2 separate regions of the Mus musculus genome follow, and region 1 is linked to region 2. A link is a contact called in public HiChIP or PLAC-seq data. All regions are on one chromosome and are shown on one strand. Each heading gives the region's core, a stretch centred on a gene start, on an enhancer-like site or on the middle of the called end of the contact. The rest is flanking DNA. Distances are from core to core; before and after follow the strand shown. Region 1 overlaps Dscam (DS cell adhesion molecule). Region 2 holds the start of Itgb2l (integrin beta 2-like).

The links. HiChIP or PLAC-seq counts read pairs in DNA pulled down with a chosen protein or histone mark.
Region 1: a contact with region 2 is called in an H3K4me3 HiChIP or PLAC-seq map of the 230-238 cell line, with 12 read pairs. The contact joins the enhancer-like site here to the promoter of Itgb2l in region 2. A contact is called at or near these places in 2 of 39 promoter capture datasets (the C10 cell line and embryonic stem cells), 2 of 115 datasets of contacts at active chromatin or transcription factors (the 230-238 cell line and large pre-B cells) and 4 of 9 other capture datasets (adipose tissue, embryonic stem cells, liver and 1 more).

Annotation. Positions count from the first base shown.
Region 1 is chr16:96,623,025-96,626,370 of GRCm38.p6, forward strand. The region is part of intron 28 of Dscam (DS cell adhesion molecule); the gene reads right to left. Among named protein-coding and RNA genes, the nearest start is that of Gm32509, 94 kb to the right of the region's middle. Within about 2 kb of position 1,702, at least 68 of the 459 cell types and tissues checked have an H3K27ac peak or open chromatin away from gene starts, as enhancers often do. A contact at or near this core is called in the 230-238 cell line, where this site is marked.
Region 2 is chr16:96,442,173-96,445,247 of GRCm38.p6, forward strand. Itgb2l (integrin beta 2-like) reads right to left here and starts at 1,442. Exons shown (of 16, transcript NM_008405.3): 1 at 1,368-1,442. The region is part of intron 2 of Gm32358 (a long non-coding RNA gene); the gene reads left to right. It also overlaps a transcript of Igsf5 not described here.

The DNA.
Region 1 (3,346 bases), core at 452-2,951, 180 kb after region 2:
ATTCAGAACATATATACACTTATAATAGGTGGGATCAATAATGATCAGTCTTGAGAAAGCTACCATTTCTTGGGTAAGGGTGAGAATGACCTTAAAAAGGGACATTCAGACAATGAAATATATAGTTATACATTATATATCTCTATCTATCTATCTATCTATCTATCTATCTATCTATCTATCTATCCATCTTTCACCTGACTATCTATCTATCTATCTATCTATCTATCTATCTATCTATCATCTATCATATGCCTATCTGTTTGTCTATCTATCCATTTATTTACCTACCTATCATCTACCTACCCATCTATCATCTGACTATCTATCTATCTATCTATCTATCTATCTATCTATCTATCTATCATCTATCTATAGTGAGGATAGCAGGGGAGGAAGCCTGTGAACAGCTGGGCACTGGATGGTGGCTTCACTAACAGATCTTTATTGATATCTGGTATCCTTTTGTTTTTCTTCTACTGACAAGCCATAGCCTTGTTAGCATCTCCAACATCACTTTGATTTTCCTAGCTGAGCACTATTTTGAAATAGAGAGAAAAAAACTCAGTCACTAAAATAATTTTATCTCAAAATTTGTGTACCAGAAAATTACTCTGAGAGTGAATTCTCAAGTAATGGAGGAAGTAGGTGGTAGATCTGCCTGGCGTAATCACAGCTCCGAGCTAAACCTTCATGCTGAACAGCCGACAGAGGCCTTAATTAGCAATCCACTTAGGGGTGGTTCAGTCTTTCATACAGATGTGCTAGATGTTAAAATGTTTTCCGAAGCACCCCCTTGCAAATGGAAGGCATTGGGATCCTTCAGTGAAGCTGTCTATGGTAGGCCTAAGTCCAGGGGCAGAATCTTCAAAATCTCTCAGGGTGATTTCGAGAATCAGGTTCACCTGATGGTTCCCTGACTTTACTTCCTTCCTTCTTCCTTCCCTCTCTTCTAGTGTCTGTCTGTCCATCATGCTTGTGCCTGTGTGTGTGTGGAGTTAACATTGGGTGTCTTTCCTCAATATCTCCTTAACTTATATTTTTTGAGATAGTGTCTGGTTGAAGCCAGTGCTACCTGTCTAGGCTAGGCTAGTTACCCAGCAGGTATCCAGTGACTCTGACCCAGGTAGGTACACCTGACTTTTTATATGGGTGCTTGGGATTTGAACTTTGGTTCCAGTACTTGTATGGCAGGCTCTTTACCACTGATCCATCTCCCTGGTCCCATTTGTTCCTTATGTTCAAGGGAGAGCAAGGTCTACATGGTGCACTTAAAGTGCTTTTCTCTCCAAGACCTCTGTCTCCTTAGCTCTTTCTCACCTACTCTTAAACCAAGTGGCTGATGGAACTCATCCAAACACCATGTCCATTTGAGAAAGCCCTGTATGCTGCCTGTGGAAGCCCAGGTTACAACTGGATATTTTATGACACCTCTCTTCCTGCGAATGTAAACAAAGCACCCCACAAGCAAAGCTATATTCCGAAGGTTCACTGCTCCTCCGGGTGCTTCATCTCCAACCACATTTCTTGCTCTACAGACTCGTAACTGGGACATATACCCCAATCATGCTAATTATGAGCAGCCCACATTCAACCCTTTTGGCCTGTTCCCCCCCCCCCCCCCGCATGGTCTCTATACACTTGCAAATTATTTCACTTCCTATTGCACTCATGGTTAAAAAAGAAGAAGAAGAAGAAAGGGAACCAGTGCAGAAATTCACACAGTGGCAGTTGAGGTCCCTGGGGGATGATGTGCTGCTGCCATATGCTTCTACCCTCTGACTTTCCACAGAAACACACGGGCAGCCTCTATCCTGTGAATATCCAACAGACCCGTTCAGAAGCCATGGAGGACTCAAGAATGTCCTTGTGCCAAAAATAGAAACCGGAATGGTTCCTTCACCTTAAGAATAGTTATGAGGAAGCAGCTGGTCTGACAGGCTCTGAGCACCAGGAACAGGTTACACTCAACTGACAATGAAGGATCCCTGTCTCAGGGACATAGGAAACAAGCTAAGTAACCGCTGTGAAGACTCTGCTGGCATGGGACAATGACACTGTGTGACAAGGACAGTGAGGAAGTGAGGGCTAGAGGGAGAGTCCCATATCTTCAGAGAAGATGATGCCAGGCCCCACAGTGGAAAGGCAAGCAAATGGCTCAGTGAACCTTGAGACCCAGACCCTTGCCAGTGAGGCCCCTGTCTGTACTTCCTGTTCCCTTTGGAGAGAGCTGATCCCCTGCCCTGCCCCCCTGCAATGTCCTTGTGATGCCTGCTTAGCAACCATCTTTTCAGTAGGCCAGGTTGGCCCTGCGGGGGAATACCTCCTGTCCTAGCCCCATTCTCTACTTAATTTAGTTTTCTTGGCACCGTCTCTAGCATATGTTTAATCAAGTCAATTAAACATATGTAATTGGCTTATCTTATTCATTATCTGTCTCTCCCACTGGAATCACATCTCCACAGGGATAGACGCATCTGCTCTGGTCCTTACGAGTCCCCAGAACAGCAGGTGGCCAGAGGAGGTACTCAATAAGTATTAAATGTGTCATGTTATCTTGTGTGACAGGCTATAAACTTAGTAACCTTAGTCCCAAAGACTTTGCCGTGGTTGATAACCTTCCTGGTCTAAAGGGCTAAGATCCAACTAAGGTGTTTCATGATATTAATATTTATGGCCATGCTTGGGTTTTCTATTGTTTAACATACAAAGGATGATCCTCAAAACCTATTACCATTGGTCATTATAGTCACAGGAAAACGTTAAACAATGTAATTAGTAGAAACCTATTTGCAACCTACAGGACTCTAAATGTTTTTAAATGTGGAAGCAAAATGACAATATAAGATTACATAGCACAGGACTCAGCTGAATGTGTTAGCTATCAAAATATGACCTCTGACTAGCCATTCGACGTTTTGCCACTGTTTGATTAAAACAGCAGTGGCAGGGAAAGTGGAGGGAACTTTATAAGACACTGTCTTCCTGTGTCATCCTGTGAGTTTGTTACCACTATGATTCTTCAATTTCTTATATGAGTGTGTATATAAATGTGTGTCTGTATCTATTAGTGGGTATGTGTGTGTCTGTGTATATGAGTGTGTATCTGTGTGTATGATTGCATGTGTATGAATGTGTGTAAGCATGTATGAATGTGCCTATGTATAAGTGTATATCTGTGTCTATGAGTGTGTGTGTACAAGTATATGTGTTTGAGTATCTGAGTGTGGTTTTGTATCTATGAGTGTGTATTCATGCATATGCATGAGTGTGTGCATAAGTTTGTATGTGTGCGTGCGTATAAGTGTTTGTGCATATATGACTGTCTGTGTATGAGTGTGAGTAT
Region 2 (3,075 bases), core at 192-2,691:
GTTGCAGGGAGGTGGGTGGTGCTATGGCTTCTATGTTTCCCTCATAGTTCACGCCAGTCCCCTCCTGTCGTGGCTGTTGCCTCGGGTGCTATCAGAGGCAGAGGCTGTGTGTGCTGTCTTCCCACTTCTGGAAGGACAGCAGTATAGGGACCCAGTCCTACAGTAGGGATGAGCCAATCTCTGGGGTGGTGATGGGGGCAGGAGGTAGGCTACAGAGTTGAGATCCTATAAGATCCCAGAAGAGCCCAGGAACCAGAGGCATGATTTCAGCTTTCCTTTTGCCTGCCAGATACCTTGAGAACAGCTCTTATAAGCTGACCATGGTGGGGAGGCTAGCCCCATCTGGACCAGAATCCCACACCAACATTGTTCCCTTAAACATAATGCTTACTTAGCATGACATCTACCAGGACAGACCTTTTAAAACCTGAGCACCGGGGGAGTCACGTGATAATACCCCAGGAAAGGCACATGCTGGACACACATGCTTACTTCACATATATATTCTCTATGTACAGACTACAGACATGTATACACACACCACACAAACACATATGTGTAATGCATACACATGAGCATGTACATGCATGTCACACATATCACACACACACACACACACATATATATATACTACACAGACATAATTGTACATGCACATAGACAAGGCATGTGCATGCAAGCTGCTCACTTCACATGTACACATGTACATAGCACACGTGCACACATGCACAAACAGACATGCTTATCACTTAGATACAGTTCCCCACCTAAGTCTGGAAGAAAATTCATTGGAGAGAGAGGTGTAAAGAGAGATGGACATTAGCTGAGCAGGAAGAGGCAGACATAGCTCACGCCTGCACATGTCCCTAGGAATTTTCCCAGTCACATCTGAATCCTCCATCTCCAGCCTGGGGCTTGGAAGCCCTCCCCCAAGAGGGTTCTCCCCATCTCTGCTGGGTCTTGCAGCCACCAAGTCTCTGGAGGCCCAGATAGTGTATGAGATAGTAAACCCAAAGCTGTAGGCCTGTGCATCTGTGCCTACTCTATGCCAGCCTGACCCCATGTCCCCAGCCATGGGTGTGACCCCATGTCCCCAGCCATGGGTATGACCCCATGTCCCCAGCCATGGGTGTTCCTATCACACTCCAGGGTTCTGCCTGAAGGTTTCATGGTGCCTCTACTTGATGGGTATCAGTACACATAGCTGTCAATTAGTTTTCTTCCAGACACCATGGACTAGGGTTATGAAGAGGCCACAGGATCCACTCCATGAGTGGGGTCAGATAGACCCTTTTTCCTGCTGCTTGGGAAAGACTAACACTGAGATGTCCTCTTAAGAGTCACAGGGACACAGGGCCCCCACTCACCACTTTGCTCCCTGGAGGCCTTGGCTCAGAGAGGCTGGAGATTCTTCAGCTCCTTATAGCTCTCTGGACGCTTGTGGCAGACACACCTTATGAGTCTGGTGCTTCCTCTTCTGTCAGCTCCTGGGAGGAAGTGGAGTGACCTGTGGCTGGTTGCTCTACTCATGGAGCCTCAGTTACCTCAGCCCTCTGCAGCACAGTTGCTCTCAGCGGCTACAAGGTAGGAGTGGGACTTTACAGTGATGAAGCATTCTCATAGACCAGAGGGCAGAAGGGCAGCTGCTTGGGACAGCACTCTCTGGAGACATGGGAGAATTCCCCAACATGTCAAGGATGGGTAGGGATCGATCCAGAGCTCAGTGAGCAGGGGCTGGCTCTGGAAGATCCCTGCTCCAGACGGGGACGGTCTGAGCATCAGGCAGAGAGTATCAACCCATGAAGACAGCACAGCTCAGCTGGTTCCCTTCTCTCTTCCCATCTCCACCCTCCAGTCTGAGAGCAGACTGCAGTTTCTTTGGCCTTCTGATGTAGATGAAAGATCAGCAACCCCCCAGGATTCCTGCAGGGCTTCAGGCCCAGTTAGAACTGCTGAGCAGCTAGCCTCATGGACTGAGCAGCTATCAGTGTGTAGACAGCCATTGAGGCCTACTGTGTGAATCCGTCTAATGAATTTCCTTTTATTGCATAGACGCATCCCATTGATTCTTTTCCTCTTGAAAGCCTTGGCTGACACCACACAGACTGTATGATGCCCTGGACTACACTTTCAAACATCATTACATTTTTCGCTACTGAAAACTCTTAGTCCCAAAGAGTTAATAAACACAGTGTTTAAGAGATCCCTAAAATTAAAACCGATGATCAGACCCAAAGGAGTCCATTTCTTTGTAGTTATAAAAATGATCACACTTTGTATTTTATAAAAATATGTGCTTACAGGATTTATGTGTCTTCTGTCTTCTGTCCAGGTTTATAAATGACTCAGCTTAGCCTGAGTCCTTGGAGCTTTGATTCTTATAAACACCATAAACAGTAACTTTATTATGTTCTTTCCAAACTTTTAATTTCTTTCCCCTGCTTTATGAAATGATGGGCCAAGGTCCAAATCCTGATAAAATTCTGGAGTTCTTATGCTAACACATTGCTTTGTTGTTGAGCACGTGTTCTTTTTCACAGAGAATTTAAAATCTAAAACAAGGACACAAAAATTAAGCTGTCTTCCTTCAAGTCTGCTGCCGGCCTGCCAGTCCTATCATCTGTCTGCCTGCCTGCCTATCTATCTATCTATCTATCTATCTATCTATCTATCTATCTATCATCTGTATCTGTCTATTTTTAATCAATTATCTATCAAGCATCTATCTATCTATCTATCTATCAATTAACCATCTACCACAGTCAATCACCTATTTATCATCTATCTACCTATCAATCACTGACCTATTTATATCTATCTATCTATCTATCTATCTATCTATCTATCTATCTATCTATCTATCTTTATCTATCATCTATTAATCTATCAATCTATCTTCTATCAATCACCTATCAATCAATCATCTATCTATCTATCTATCTATCTATCTATCTATCTATCTATCTATCTATCATCTGTATCTGTCATCTATCTTCTATAAATCAATCACCTATCATCTATCAATCAATTATCTATATTATCTATCTGTTATCTATCTTCTATCGATCAATCATC